2 separate regions of the Mus musculus genome follow, and region 2 is linked to region 1. The links are chromatin contacts, called in public promoter capture Hi-C maps. All regions are on one chromosome and are shown on one strand. Each heading gives the region's core, a stretch centred on a gene start, on an enhancer-like site or on the middle of the called end of the contact. The rest is flanking DNA. Distances are from core to core; before and after follow the strand shown. Region 1 holds the start of Mir9-3hg (Mir9-3 host gene). Region 2 has its middle 16 kb from the start of Rlbp1.

What was found. Promoter capture Hi-C pulls out the DNA fragments that hold promoters and counts their contacts.
Region 2: a contact with region 1 is called in a promoter capture Hi-C map of trophoblast stem cells, with 5 times the contacts expected there. The contact joins the enhancer-like site here to the promoter of Mir9-3hg in region 1. A contact is called at or near these places in 2 of 39 promoter capture datasets (embryonic stem cells and trophoblast stem cells), 1 of 15 datasets of contacts at CTCF or cohesin (embryonic stem cells), 10 of 484 Hi-C or Micro-C datasets (the HL-1 cell line, embryonic stem cells, nephron progenitors and 1 more), 8 of 115 datasets of contacts at active chromatin or transcription factors (the HPC-7 cell line, bone marrow-derived dendritic cells, embryonic stem cells and 2 more) and 2 of 9 other capture datasets (liver and pancreatic islet).

Annotation. Positions count from the first base shown.
Region 1 is chr7:79,497,409-79,503,879 of GRCm38.p6, reverse strand. Mir9-3hg (Mir9-3 host gene) reads right to left here and starts at 3,854. Exons shown (of 3, transcript NR_040314.1): 1 at 3,630-3,854.
Region 2 is chr7:79,368,151-79,374,621 of GRCm38.p6, reverse strand. No RefSeq gene overlaps it. Among named protein-coding and RNA genes, the nearest start is that of Rlbp1, 16 kb to the left of the region's middle. Within about 2 kb of position 2,906, at least 13 of the 459 cell types and tissues checked have an H3K27ac peak or open chromatin away from gene starts, as enhancers often do. A contact at or near this core is called in the HPC-7 cell line and trophoblast stem cells, where this site is marked.

The sequences.
Region 1 (6,471 bases), core at 2,605-5,104:
GATTCCAGCAGTGACTATGAGGGAGTCCCAAAGACTCTCTGTGCTAAGGCATCCCCAAAGCAGCCCAGATTTGGTGGGGGTACTCATTCAGATCTGTTTTGGTGAGGCGGGGGGGGGGGCACCCCTTACACACTCTCCATCAGCAAATCCCATAAGGCTGGGTTCAAAGAATAGGCCCAAAGTGGGTGATTTGGAAGGGATCAGGGAATTTTTCTAAAGGTATCTAAAGCAGTCTCCCTTAAATGACACATCTGGATTTTTTTTGTTTAATACCAGGCTTTGGCACCACACCTCTGTACCCCGTGCTTGTTTTAGATTCGTCCTATTTTTTATCTTGACCCCAAATCCAAGGTGGGCTGCATCCCCACTGCCATCCCTGTCAGCCAGTGAGCAAGCCAGCTAGCAGTTACACACCTCTTTCCAAATGCCACCTCACAGACAAATCCTTGTCTCAGAAAAAGGACACAGGCTAGACTGAAAAGCATCAGAGAAACAGAGGGGCCGACCTACCGACAGCAAGGCCCAGGAAGGAACCTCGAATTTGGGCCTGCCTGGTTAATTCTAAAGGATTTTTCATAATTAGGAGGTGTCCCTTTCTTCTCCTCCTACAGCCTCTGGAATCTACACCCTCTTCCATTTAGCTGTGTGTCTGTCAGTGTGGGCGGCCTCCTGCGCTCTAGTCCTTCTGGGCCACCCTGAGCTTGGATGGGTGGAACTGAAGAGGCAGAGGGAACTGTGCAAGCACGATTCACCTGAAAGAGGGGGAGGGAGAAGAAAGAGGGGGAGTGGGGAGCAGGAGAGAGGGGAAAGAGAGAAGGAGCGTTCTCAGAGTGTGATTTAAGCAGGACGCTGCACAAAATGGCTCCTCGGCTGTGAGGTTCATGGTTATAGCACGCTGGAGCCCTGGCCTGAGAGCCTAGGGCTGGTTAGGAGTCTGGGAGAAAGACTAAAAAGCTTGATTTTGCTTTCTGTTCAGGTAAGGCAGGTTAGTGCCACCAAAGCCACATTTCTGTTGTCCTTTAGGAAACCATGTCCCTTGCCAAAGCAGGTGAGGCCAGCCAGGCAGAGGTTCCTACACCATGCTGGAGTGGGCTCTGTCTCCAGTGTCCGGGTGCATGAAGGTGTTATCAGCTCTCTCTCAGGAAGGAGGCCACAGTGAGTGTGGGCCTTGGGTCATCCATTGCTTGCCCTTTGGAGGATGTTCTGGTGGGACAGGGCAGTAGGTAGTCTCCTTGAGCTAGCAGCCACACCCATGTACAGGATGGGAAGCCTCCAGGTCAGACCCAGCAGGGACACATTGTTTGGGGCTGAGCCTACCCACGGAGGACCCAGCTGACTTTGGCTCTGATTGTCTTTTCATCTTCACACTGTACTCTGGGCCGGGTCTAAGTTCGCTACACTTCCTCCTATATCAATCTCTTGCCTCTAGCCTACTGTCCCTAAGTCCCAAGAAAGAGCTGGCAGTGGATCTAGAGCTAGAAAACCCATGGTTGCTGACAGGCCCTGGCCATGGTGCTGAGAACTGCCCACCCGGCATTTTTTTGTCTTCAGCAGTTCACCTAGCTCAGAAGTTCCTTGGTCTCCAAGTTGTGGTTTGAAACCTGAGTCCTAAGGGTGCCTACAGTAACTTAGAAAAGCAAGCATCCAGGGGGACGGCCAGCACTTAGACATCTCCACCAAAGGTTGGAGACTCCATTTTTCATACTCCTATTTTCATAAATCACCACAGAGGGACAAAAATCCTGCGCTGAGTTCCCATATCTGAATCTACAGAAACTATCCACATGTGCCCTAGAGCCCACTGAAACCTACCTTGCATTTTCTCCCACAGTCAGCTTATGAGGCCGCCCCCAAGGCTGGCATGTTACTTGTGCATGCAGATCTACATGCACAGTACAGGAGTGCTGTTGCGCCTGCTGGCAGGCATCCACTCCATGAACTCCACTTGCCTCGACTCCGTGCTTCTATTCCCTGTCGGTAGTTACTCCGCTTATGAGATAAGGGGTTCCGAGAAGGACAATTCACACCCTCACTCACAGTAGGGTGCAGATACCCTTGTCCTGCGACCAGGACCTTGCCCAGATCCTGAGGCTGGGAGCCTGGGGCTGGTGGAGCAAAGCAGATGCAGCCACTTGGCCTGCCATTCAGCCTGGCAGCAACGCTCCCTTTCATCCCCCTCTGGGCTGTAATTAGGACACAGAATCTCTAGCCACAGCCCAGGCTGATTCCAGGTGCCTCTTCCCCCTGGCAGCTTTTCTCTCCCATCCCTTCCTTGGGCTCAAGCTTTGATTAAGCTGATCTTCCTATTGTCTGGAGGCTTGAAGGGCTGTTCACAAGGAGACCCAGCTTTGGGTTACCACAGATGGAGCCAGTTCCCTGTACCCAGAGGGTACAGAGGCCTCCACACCTCCCCTCAAACACACATGGCCGATTGGACAGTATCTTCCTTTCTGTCTTTTAACCTGCCCACTTCCTCAACAGCTGAGGTGAAGGCAGGCAGCAGGGTGTGGGCTTTTCTAAACAGGGACCTCAAAATACCTTCCTCAAAATGCCAAGCCTTTCCCGTGACCAGCCAGTATTGCTCCTGGAGGCTCCTGAGGTGCACCCCTATGTCTGTGCCTACTTAACCTACCTCTGACCTCCCTTGACTGAAAGCCAGACCCTCAAACTCCAGACCCCCTTAAGAACCTATCACACACCCCCAATATGAAGAAGATTCAAAGAGGGTCTCTCTCCCCTTGAAGCCCAGCATCTGGCCTCTCTGCCACAATGGCTCAGAGATTGTATTTTTTTGGATGTCTTTGCTGCTCCAGAGATTTGGCCTGGAGCCTCTCCTTGCTAGAGCCAGCTGCCTCCTTCCTGTGACACCCTACCACCCAAGCTTCTCCCAGAGATGACCCTAAACAGCCTCAAGCTCCATCCATGGTTCCCTTGTTCTTCTCAGCTCAAAGCTAGACTGGAGGGAGTGTCAGAGACGCCCACAGACAGCTCCAAAAGGCCTGCCCCAAAGCATGGAGTGGAGTACTGAAAGGAGGGCTCTCCCAACTTCCTATTTAAAAGGGGAAAAAGACGTCACAAATCTTGCTTAGAGTGGGTGCTATGTGTTTCATTTTTCTCAAAAAAATTTTTTTCCAGGAAGCCACTTTGTAGGTTATTTGTGTGTTGGTGTGTGTGTGTGTGGGGGGGGAGCGGTGAGGGATAAGAAGGCAGAAGAAAGTCACGGGTAGGACTTAGGGAGGGGACTCCCTGAAACCTCTTTCAGAAACATTCTTTCCCTCAAACCTCTCTCTCTCTACCTCCCCACAACTTCCATCGGACCTCTCACCCTGTCCCTTTCTGAACACCGCAGGCGCGTCTCATCTCGCTATCCCAAGACCCTTGACCTTGGTCTTGAAGATTTGCGGGAGATGCCTGAGCTCTGACCCACAATTAGAGCTTAACCCCCAACCCCCCTGTAGTCAAGAAAAGCCCTGAGCCCTTGAGATGTTCAAGAGGGACCCACAGAGATACCCCAGGCCCCTGAACCAGTCCAGCCGGCTCCCTGACACTGTCTTAGTGGAGACTACCAACCTGACGCCCTAGCCCCTCTCTTCTAGCCCGGCCGAGACGCAGAAGGCAGTGACACTTACGGACCCGGGAGGGGGCCGGGGCCCCACGAGGCGACGGCGGGGGTGGGGCGGTTGTGGTGATGGTGGTTCGGCCGCCCGGGATCAGGCGAGTCTCCAGGCTCAGGCCCAGCTCCGGCCGCCCTCCAAGCGCCGCTGACCGCACGGTCGCGTGGCCGAGAGCTGCTGGAGGCAGGCGCGGCGGCGGTGGCGCGGGGGTTCCTGGCGGCGCGCCGCTTCTCCCGGCTCTGAGCGGCTCAGCGCCGCCTTCTCGGGCGGGCACGGCCCGCAGTGACGTCAGCGCGGCTCCCCCCCGCCCCCCCTGGCTTCACTCGGACCAGTGCGGAACCGAGAGGCGGAGGCAGGAGACGAGGGGCGCCCTGCCCTGCGACCCGGCCCAGCCTGCCCGCGCCCAGCTTGCATCCGAACAGCCCTCCCCGCAAACGCCCCGCTCCACTGGGTTCACCCAGAGCCACCAACCACCTGGGAAGTGGTGACAAGCAGAGGGCTGGAAGCCTCACAGGCAGCTCCAAGCCCAGGGATCCAGGATGCTCGGGGAAGAATGGAGAGCCTAGGATTTGAGGGACGTCTGCGCTCTGGATGCAATGGGGGCATTTGATCTTTTCACACACACAAGTGTTGGCTGAGGGAACCCACGAGGGATTGGCTGGTTTGGTGGTCGCAATGAGGGCTCGGAAGGGATTCTTTAGCTCGCAGGAACGTGTTTCGTTGACAGTCTGGGTTGCGTTCCAACCTGGATCACGCTCCTCCGAGACCCAGAGTGTCCCCTACCTCGCCTCATCCAGGGCGGTGCACCTGCAAACTCTTTGGGCCGCAAACCGGCCCCCGAGCCGCTGTCCAAATGCTGAATCCGGCCTCCCCGGGTCAGGCTCCAGAGCCCGGCTGCATCGCGCTCGGCATTGTCCACAGGGCGGGTACAGGGTTCTGGGACTCAGAGTCAGAGCCCCTGAAAATTCTAGTGCTCCAAGATGATATTAGGAAGCTACGAGGAAGGGGGCGAAAGGTCAAGAGGAGGCGGGAACAGAGAGGGCAGGCAGACCCGAGTGCCTGACCTGCGGAACCACCTCTTCCTCTTGCGTCCCTGTGGTTCGCTCAGGGTCCCTTCTGCCAGTGTGCTTCTCTCGCCACCACAGCAGGGGAGGTCCCTCCGGCCGAACTTGTCAGCGTGTCTCATCATTCATCCTGAGCCAGACAGACAGGCCAAGTTCATGAGCAACGCAGTTAACCCCTTGCAAACTGATCGCCTCCCAAAGGAGGGAGTTGAGCCGTTTGAATGGGGCATGCTCTCCCGGATTCCTAGAACACCACCTCCCGGAAGCTGTGCCTGCCACCGCTCCTTTCTTCTTCCTGGTCTTGCTCTGATTATTTCCCCTGCTACTTTATTTTATTTATTTATTTATTTATTTATTTATTTATTTATTTATTTATTTATTTATTTTTACTGTGTTGGTCTCCACGATCTTCCTAGATGCCTCCTCTTAAAATTAGTTTGAGATCAGTATAGTTGGTTTTCTAGACGTCTTCTCTTCCCGGGTTGTGCTGGTGTTCATGGTGGAAAATTTAGTCCAGAAAAACATAAGATAACATATTAACTGGCCTTAATCTCTACTCTTGGAGGCCTGATCTTAAAAGGGAAAAAGTGTGTGTGTGTGTGTGTGTGTGTTTTGTGTTTTGGGGGGAGATTCTTATTAGAAGAATCCAGATTGCTGACTGTGCAGAACAAGGCAAGAAGAGAAAGAGGGGAAAGAAAAGCGGAAAAGCAGGAGACAGGATGAAGGTGATGAGTCAGACTTCCAGAACTGGATGGAGACAGCAACCCAGAAACAAGCTTCCAGAAAAGGATCCGAAAGGGCGACATATCCAGAGACCCGACAGAGCAGCCTAGGAGACCCTGGGAGATTAAGATATAGTACAGTGACTTAGAGGGGGGGGGGCAGGTCTTCGTGGGGAAGCCTTGAAGGCCCCAACTCTTTCTCCTCGCACTCCATCCACAGGCTTCTGAGGTAGTCCCTAAGGTGAAGTCGATCTTCCCTTGGCCTCTTTGATCACACTAACCTCGAAGACTTGATCTAGAAAGAGTGTTGGGGGTGGGGGGAGTCCTTGCCCGAGGTAAAGGCTATCTCTTGTTTTGGAACCCCAGCATTCCCCTAACTTTCTCAGCCACTCCTTAACAGTCTGGCAGGCTCGGCCACTCCTCCCCTCCCCCACTTCCTATTGAATTCCTGGCGTCTGGTAGCTGGCGGCAACTAGGGCGACCTACCAACTTTTCCCCTGGGCATTTTCTCGCCCCCTTCACCCCCCAGTGCTTTCTTTTCTTCTCCCAGCGCTCTTTTTGAAAGGAGGCACCCAGGCCCAGGACGTGTTCTGCAGTTTAACTACTTCCAAATTCTTTGTTCAGGTCACCCCGGGACTCCATTGTCAGCTCCTGAGAGCGCGGGCAGGCCGGCGGGTGCGCCTCTGCCTGCGCAGGCCTTGAATCCATTAGGCCTCTGCGGCTCTAGCCCCGGCGTCAGTGTTCGTCCCCTAAGCTCCCGCCCTCGGCAGCCTTTTTTGGATGAAGTAAAGTCACTGAAAAGGGCAGGTTCGTTTTGAGGTTACATGGATCTCACGAGAGAGAGAAAGAGAGAGAGAGAGAGAGAGAGAGAGAGAGAGAGAGAGAGAGAGAGAGAGAGAGAGAAAGCAACTCTGCCTCGAATGAATCTGACCCACTCACCTCATTCTGAAAGCCCTTTGGTTTGCGGCTGGGTGTTTGGTCCCAGTGGTTGTATTATTGTGTTTGTTTGTTTGTTTTTTGTTTTTTGAGAGAGAACTGGATCAGGAATGAGATGGGGAAGGGACAAGCAGC
Region 2 (6,471 bases), core at 1,657-4,156, 130 kb after region 1:
ACAGAAAGCTGGCCCCTCCTGCACCTACCATCAATCAAGCAGGTGGCCCTGTAGGCCAATCTGGTGGGATAGTTTTCCAAAAGGACTCTAGTTTGTGTCAAGCTGACATAAAACAAGTTGGCACAGCTTATGTTCCCCAGATCTGCACGTTTTGACAAATACAATTTTTTTTTCTCCTATGGAGCTGGCTTCCACAAGTGCACAGTGATTTTTGAGTGCTCAGTTTCTGTAAGGGAGGCTTCCTGTGAGAGGATGCTGGCTGGGCATGTGATCTCTTTGACATGGTTTTATTTTAAGTGCCTGTAGCCCAGGTTGGCCTTTTACCTATGGTAATCATCTTGTCTCAGCTTCTTAAGTATTGAGATGATAGGATGTACCACTGCATGAATTCACTAATTTTTTTTATATTTGTGTGTGTGTGTGTGTGTGTGTGTGTGGTGTGATGGTGTGCCTGTAGAAGTTAGAGGAGCTTGCAGGAGTCAGTTCTCTCCTTCTACCATGTGTGTGCTGGGGATTGAACCCAGATTGTCACATTCTGTGGCAAACATCTTTACTTAGGTAAACCATCTCACCAAACCTGGACCAATTTCCTGCTTTTCCTTCTCTTCTCTTCTCTTCTCTTCTCTTCTCTTCTCTTCTCTTCTCTTCTCTTCTCTTCTCTTCTCTTCTCTTCTCTTCTCTTCTCTCCTCTCCTCTCCTCTCCTCTCCTCTCCTCTCCTCTCCTCTCCTCTCCTCTCCTCTCCTCTTCTTTCTTTCTTCCTTTTTCTTTTTTTTTGATTTTTGTTCTTTTTTTTTAAGACAGGGTTTTTCTGTGTAGCCTTGGCTGTCATGGAACTCACTCTGTAGACCAGGCTGGCCTGCCTCTGCCTCCTGAGTGCTGGGACTAAAGGCATGAGCTACCACTGCCAGACTCTTAAATCTTTCTACCCCAAGGTTTACAGTGAGTATTCTTTACCCAGGAAGTTTCCTTCTTTATAGCTCTCACAGTCAACAGTCCTCCATTGTCTTTCCACAGAACGTCTGAGCTGGGGGAAGAATCATAATAAATTACTGTTTCTGTGGCCAGAGGGTACAGGGCTGGCCAGTGAGGACTTCCCCCAAATTTCTCTTAGCGATGTTTTAAAAGCGGAAGCTCTCTTTTCAACTAAACCTTCTATGGAACTTTGGTATGGAATCCTAACACTGAGGGATGTCTTCAGATCTCCTGGAGCTAAAGGCATCTCAAGGATGAGAACATTGCAGTTATGTCCAGGGAAACCAGGCCAGGGGACGACAGCGAGGGACTAGCAGAGAACAAGTATTTGACTGAGTAAAAACTTGATTTTTTCCTTTTGTTGTTGCTTTGTTTTGCTTTTGAGACAGTGATGTCTTTCTGTGTAGCCCCGTCTGTTCTAAAACTCATTTTGTAGACCAGGCTGGCCTCAAACTCAGAAATCTGCCTGCCTCTACCTTTTGAGTACTGGGATTAGAGGCATGTGCCATCATGCCTGGCTATTTTTATTTTTTCTTATTTATTTATTTATTTATTTATTTATTTATTTATTTATTTATTTATGTGTGTGTGTTTACCCATGTATGCATATATAGAGGCCAGAGGTCAATGTTGGGTGTCTTCTTCTATTGCTTATCACCTTATTTGAGTCAGGGTATCACACTGAATCTGAACTTACTGTTTCAGCTAGACTGACTGGCCAGCAAGTCCCAGGAATCCTCCTGTCTCTGTCCCTCAGCTCTGGGATTACAAGAATATGCCACGTCCCTCCACCCCACTGCCTCTCTCTGGTTGTTCCAGACAGGGTTTCTCTGTGTAGCTCTGGCTATCCTGGAACTCAATTTGTAGACCAAGTTGACCTTGAACTCATAGAGATCCACTTGCCTCCAGAGTGCTGAGATTAAAAGCATGCATTACTAGGTCCAGCCATCCTCATTTCTTACAGCATCCAGGACCACCAGCCAGGGATAGTCCCACCCACAGTGAGCTGGGCTCTCTCTCATCATCCATCAAGAAAATGGGCCATAACAGGCTTGTCTGCAGGCCAATCTGGTGGAGGCATTTTCTCAGTTGAGTGCCCTCTTTAAAAAGGACTCTAGTTTCATATCAAGTTGACACTACACTAGCCAGCACAACTTACATTTCCCAGATCTGCCTGTCTTGACAAATACAAAATGCTTTCCATCCATAAAACTGGCAGCCACAAGTATGTAGTGGTTTTGAGCACGTGTGAGGATTCCTGTTGAAGACTTTGCTTGCTGGGAACGTGGCACCCTCAGTGTGTGGCACTGTCTTCTGGGCATGGGGCCACTTTACCTACCAAGCCATCTCCCTTGCTCTGAGAAATGAGTATTTTGTTTTGTTTGGTTTCCAGTTATTCTTCTAAGGTGTGGTGGCATTTCCCTTTAAATCTGGAGCTCTGCAGTAAAGGCAGGTAAATCTTTGTAAGTTTACATGTATGGTTTACATAATAAGTTCAAGGCCAGCCAAGGCTACTTAGTAACACACACACATACACACACACACACACACACACACACACACACACACACACCACACGTACACTTCTGATTGCTTTTCTAGCATTATATTACAAACCTGAGAGAATCGTGGTTGATAGTTTTGGCTGACTCCCATCTCTCCTGGATCTCTAAGTTCCAGCAACCCACCACAGTGTAGCCCAGGCTTCCTGATGAGTGGTAACTGCACTTCATAGACAGGGATAGGGAAAACACTGCAAGTAGATTCTGGCCAGGAAGCTTTCAGGACAGGCAGCCTTGGCTCCCACTCAAGCTCCAAGAGGATGCCGAAGTATATCTACAGTCTGCAAGGCAAGGCCTTAGCTCAGGGGCCATCATAACAAGAGGACCCAATGGCTTTGTGAGGGAGAAGCCATGGACTTGGGACCCATTGAGCCTGCTCCATGTGTTCACACTGCCCCCTGCTGGTCTTGCTTAGGCACAGTCGGAGGACGTGGACACAGAAGGTGGAGGTGACATGCAATGTGGCTGCCCCTTAGCCCTGTCTGGGAAGGTGGTGCTGCTCCCTTAGGAGGTGTGGGGAGACCGCGAATGTTAAAATCTGACCTGTTCAGCCCCATAAGATCCGATCCCTCCTTTATCTGTGATTCAACAAGCGTCTCACCTTCCTGCGCTAATGAGATGGAGGAAGGACAATACAATATCTTGAAAACCACAGGAACAGGAACAAAGAGCCCTGAGTTTTATGACAACCATTTGGTCCATATAACGATATCCTTCTGGAAACATCTGGCCTGAGGCAAGAATTCGGCCACAAAGTGGGGCAGGATATGAATTGGCAGACTGCAGCTATGTGTTTCTGCCCTCCTTGTGTGAACTTTCAGAGAATGTGGACCAGCAGACTCTGGAGGCCAATCAGTCAGGCATGGGTGGAAAGATAGGCTCTGAACTGAGTTGGCCACTGCTGTGAGCAGAGAGTTCACTGGGTGACTCTGGAGTAGGCTACTGCTGCCTGGACGGCGAAGGCATGTACTTTTTTGGTCTTACGTGAAGTCAGCTAAGAGAAGAGATGAAGACACACCAGAGGGATGCACTGGACCATCTCTGCTCTTGTTGTCAGGGTGGGGGAGCACAGCTCCAATGCTGAAGAAAATCAGTGTTAGACCTGGAAGCTTGCAGGCTCCCCTGAAACTTGCAGAACCTCCATTCAAGGGGGTGCTCCCAGGAAGTAAGCACTGCCCTGTTTGGGAGATTGTTGGGGTGGCAGAATCTGAGGCTCTACCCAGATTTATCAAATTAGAGCTGCATTTTCAGCAAGACTTCCAGGGGACTGCACATTCAAGACTCCATCAACGCTTCCAATAGAGCAGCTCGTAACCTCTGCCTGCCAGGATCGTCTGGGGAATGGGAAGGTTTAAAGTTACTCTGCCATGACCGCAGCCTCATCCCAGATTTCAAAAAACCAAAAACCAAAACCAACCAACCAACCAACCAAACAAACAAAACCCACGGGAACTCAGGGCTGGAGAGATGGCTCAGCGGTTAAGAACAATGACTTCTCTTCCAGAGGTCCTGAGTTCAATTCCCAGCAACCACATGGTGGTTCACAACCATCTGTAATGGGATCCGATGCCCTCTTCTGGTGTGGCTGAAGACAGCTACAGTGTACTCATATAAATAAATAAAATAAATAAAAAACAACAATAAAACTAAAAACAAAATCCCAACCAACAAAAACCAAACAAAACAACCCCCCCCCCCCACAAACAACCCAACTAGTCCAGACTCATGAGGTTAGTCCAGACAAACTAAAGTTGTTATGTAGATGAAGGCGACCTTAAACTTCAGGACCTCCAGCCTCTATGAGACATAGGGCCTTGTGTGAGCCATATCCCCAGCCCTGCACGTGTGTGGTCTGGTGCACCAGCTTGGCATCAAGATGTTTCTAAGTTCAAGAGTAACTTGGTGGAACTAGCCTTGCCAGCCTTGTAAGCCTGTTAAGAGGTCTTAATCAAGCTAGTTTTCTCCTCTAGTTAAAGAAGTAAAGGGGCAGGAGACATGCAGGAGCAGAGAAATTTCAAACACAACAGGAACAGCTAGTTGAAGGAAGATGTGAGGGAGCACACACTTATGATTTATTTTATTTATTCATTTTATGTATATGAGTGTCTATCTGTATGTGTACCTGCATGCCAGAAGAGGGCATCAGATCCCATCAAAGATGGTCGTGAGCCATGATGTGGTTGCTGGGAATTGAACTCAGAACCTCTTAACCACTGAGCCATCTCTCCTGCACCTAAAGTACTGTTTTGTTTGTTTCTTTGTTTTAAATCTCTGAAGAGTTTTCTCCCCTTAGTTAGGGAGGGTCAGTTTGAAGAAAGATAGGATGGCTGATTGGACTGTAACTGTTGTGTAACATATCCTGATGCAGCCAGCCCATCAGTTGGGGTCCTACTGGTGGGAGAAAAGGCCCACACGGTCTGCCAGGCTTTTGTCTCAGGTCTGGAGGCTGTGGAAGTAACCATCTTGAAATCTGACACCTTTATTGCATAGCCACGGCCCCTCCCTCTCCCTATGTGTCTACCATGCAGCCTGTCAAATCTTAATCAACTTTAACTTGTAGTTCCCCCATGCGACTGCATAAAGAAGGAAAAGTTTGGGACCAGGACTTGATGGTGCCTGTCTGCAGTTTCTCGGCATCTCCAAGTCTAGGAATGTTCTAGTAACTATATATCCAGGCTTGTCTCGGCTTTGCCCTTGGGTTTCTCAGTTTTAGAAGCTCTGGTATGGAGTTGAACGTCAAGTTTCACACTGTCCAGCTAAAAACCACTGTTAAAAACCACACAGAAACCATGAAAAGTGTGATGTGAGCCTTTCAATCACCATTTTTTTTTTTTTTCTGTCAGGGTTGTACTATGTTTTTGCCATTCTGGGCTTGTCCTCAGAGCAATCCTCCTGCTTCAGTCTCCTCCGTGCTGGAATTAAAGGTATGTGCCACACCACCAAGAAATAGGCATTATTATTTTTTAATCTTATTTTTTAGAAACTTTAAAATCTAGCATTAGTTCCTACATAGAGTCAAAGGGCCAGGAAGTGGCTAGTATGGGACCCTGCTCCGGCATCCCTTTGGCTCAGATGCTCAGCCTCTAAGGGTGGCCTTATACAATTTACTCACTATAATCCGGGCATGGGAGAGGTATAGACAGGAGAGGGGAAGGGGAATGATGCTGTGCGAATTTCATTTCCCCATCGTCAGAAAAAGGAAGAAGAAAAAGATAAAGAGGAAACTGATGTGTGTTTGTAGAGACACTGGGGTGGCCCAGAGCCACAAGGAGAGAGGAGTATGTCTTCTCCGGGGAAAGGCTCAGCAGTTCAAAGTAGATTGCTTGTAATAGCTTTTTTTTTTTTTTTTTTTTTTTAATTGTTTGAGACAGGTTCTCACTATGTAGCTCTGGCTGGACTGGAACTTGTATCAAGCAGGCTGTTCTTGAAACCACAGACAAATAGAATTAAAGGTGTGTGCCACCACACCTGTCTGCAACGTAGTTCATGAAAATGGGCACTTCCTGTAAGTTGTCCTAGGGACACAGGGAAGGGGAGAAAGAGAAAGAGAGAGAAGGAATAGAGTAGGGTAGGGGCTACAATATGGAGTGCTATCTAATTAGACACTGGGTCCTCAACATGAGAAATGTTACCTATAGTATAACGAATATCAGAAAAAAATGATTTTACTTTTTAAAAAAGATTTATTTATTTATTTATTTATTTATTTAATGTCCTCAACATGAGAAATGTTACCTATAGTATAACGAATATCAGAAAAAAATGATTTTACTTTTAAAAAAAGATTTATTTATTTATTTATTTATTTATTTATTTAATGTATATGGGTACACTGTAACTGAACACATGGTTGTGAGCCTTCATGTGGTTGTTGGGGATTGAATTTTTAGGACCTCTGCTTGCTCTGGTTGGCCCTACTTGCTCCAGACGCACCAG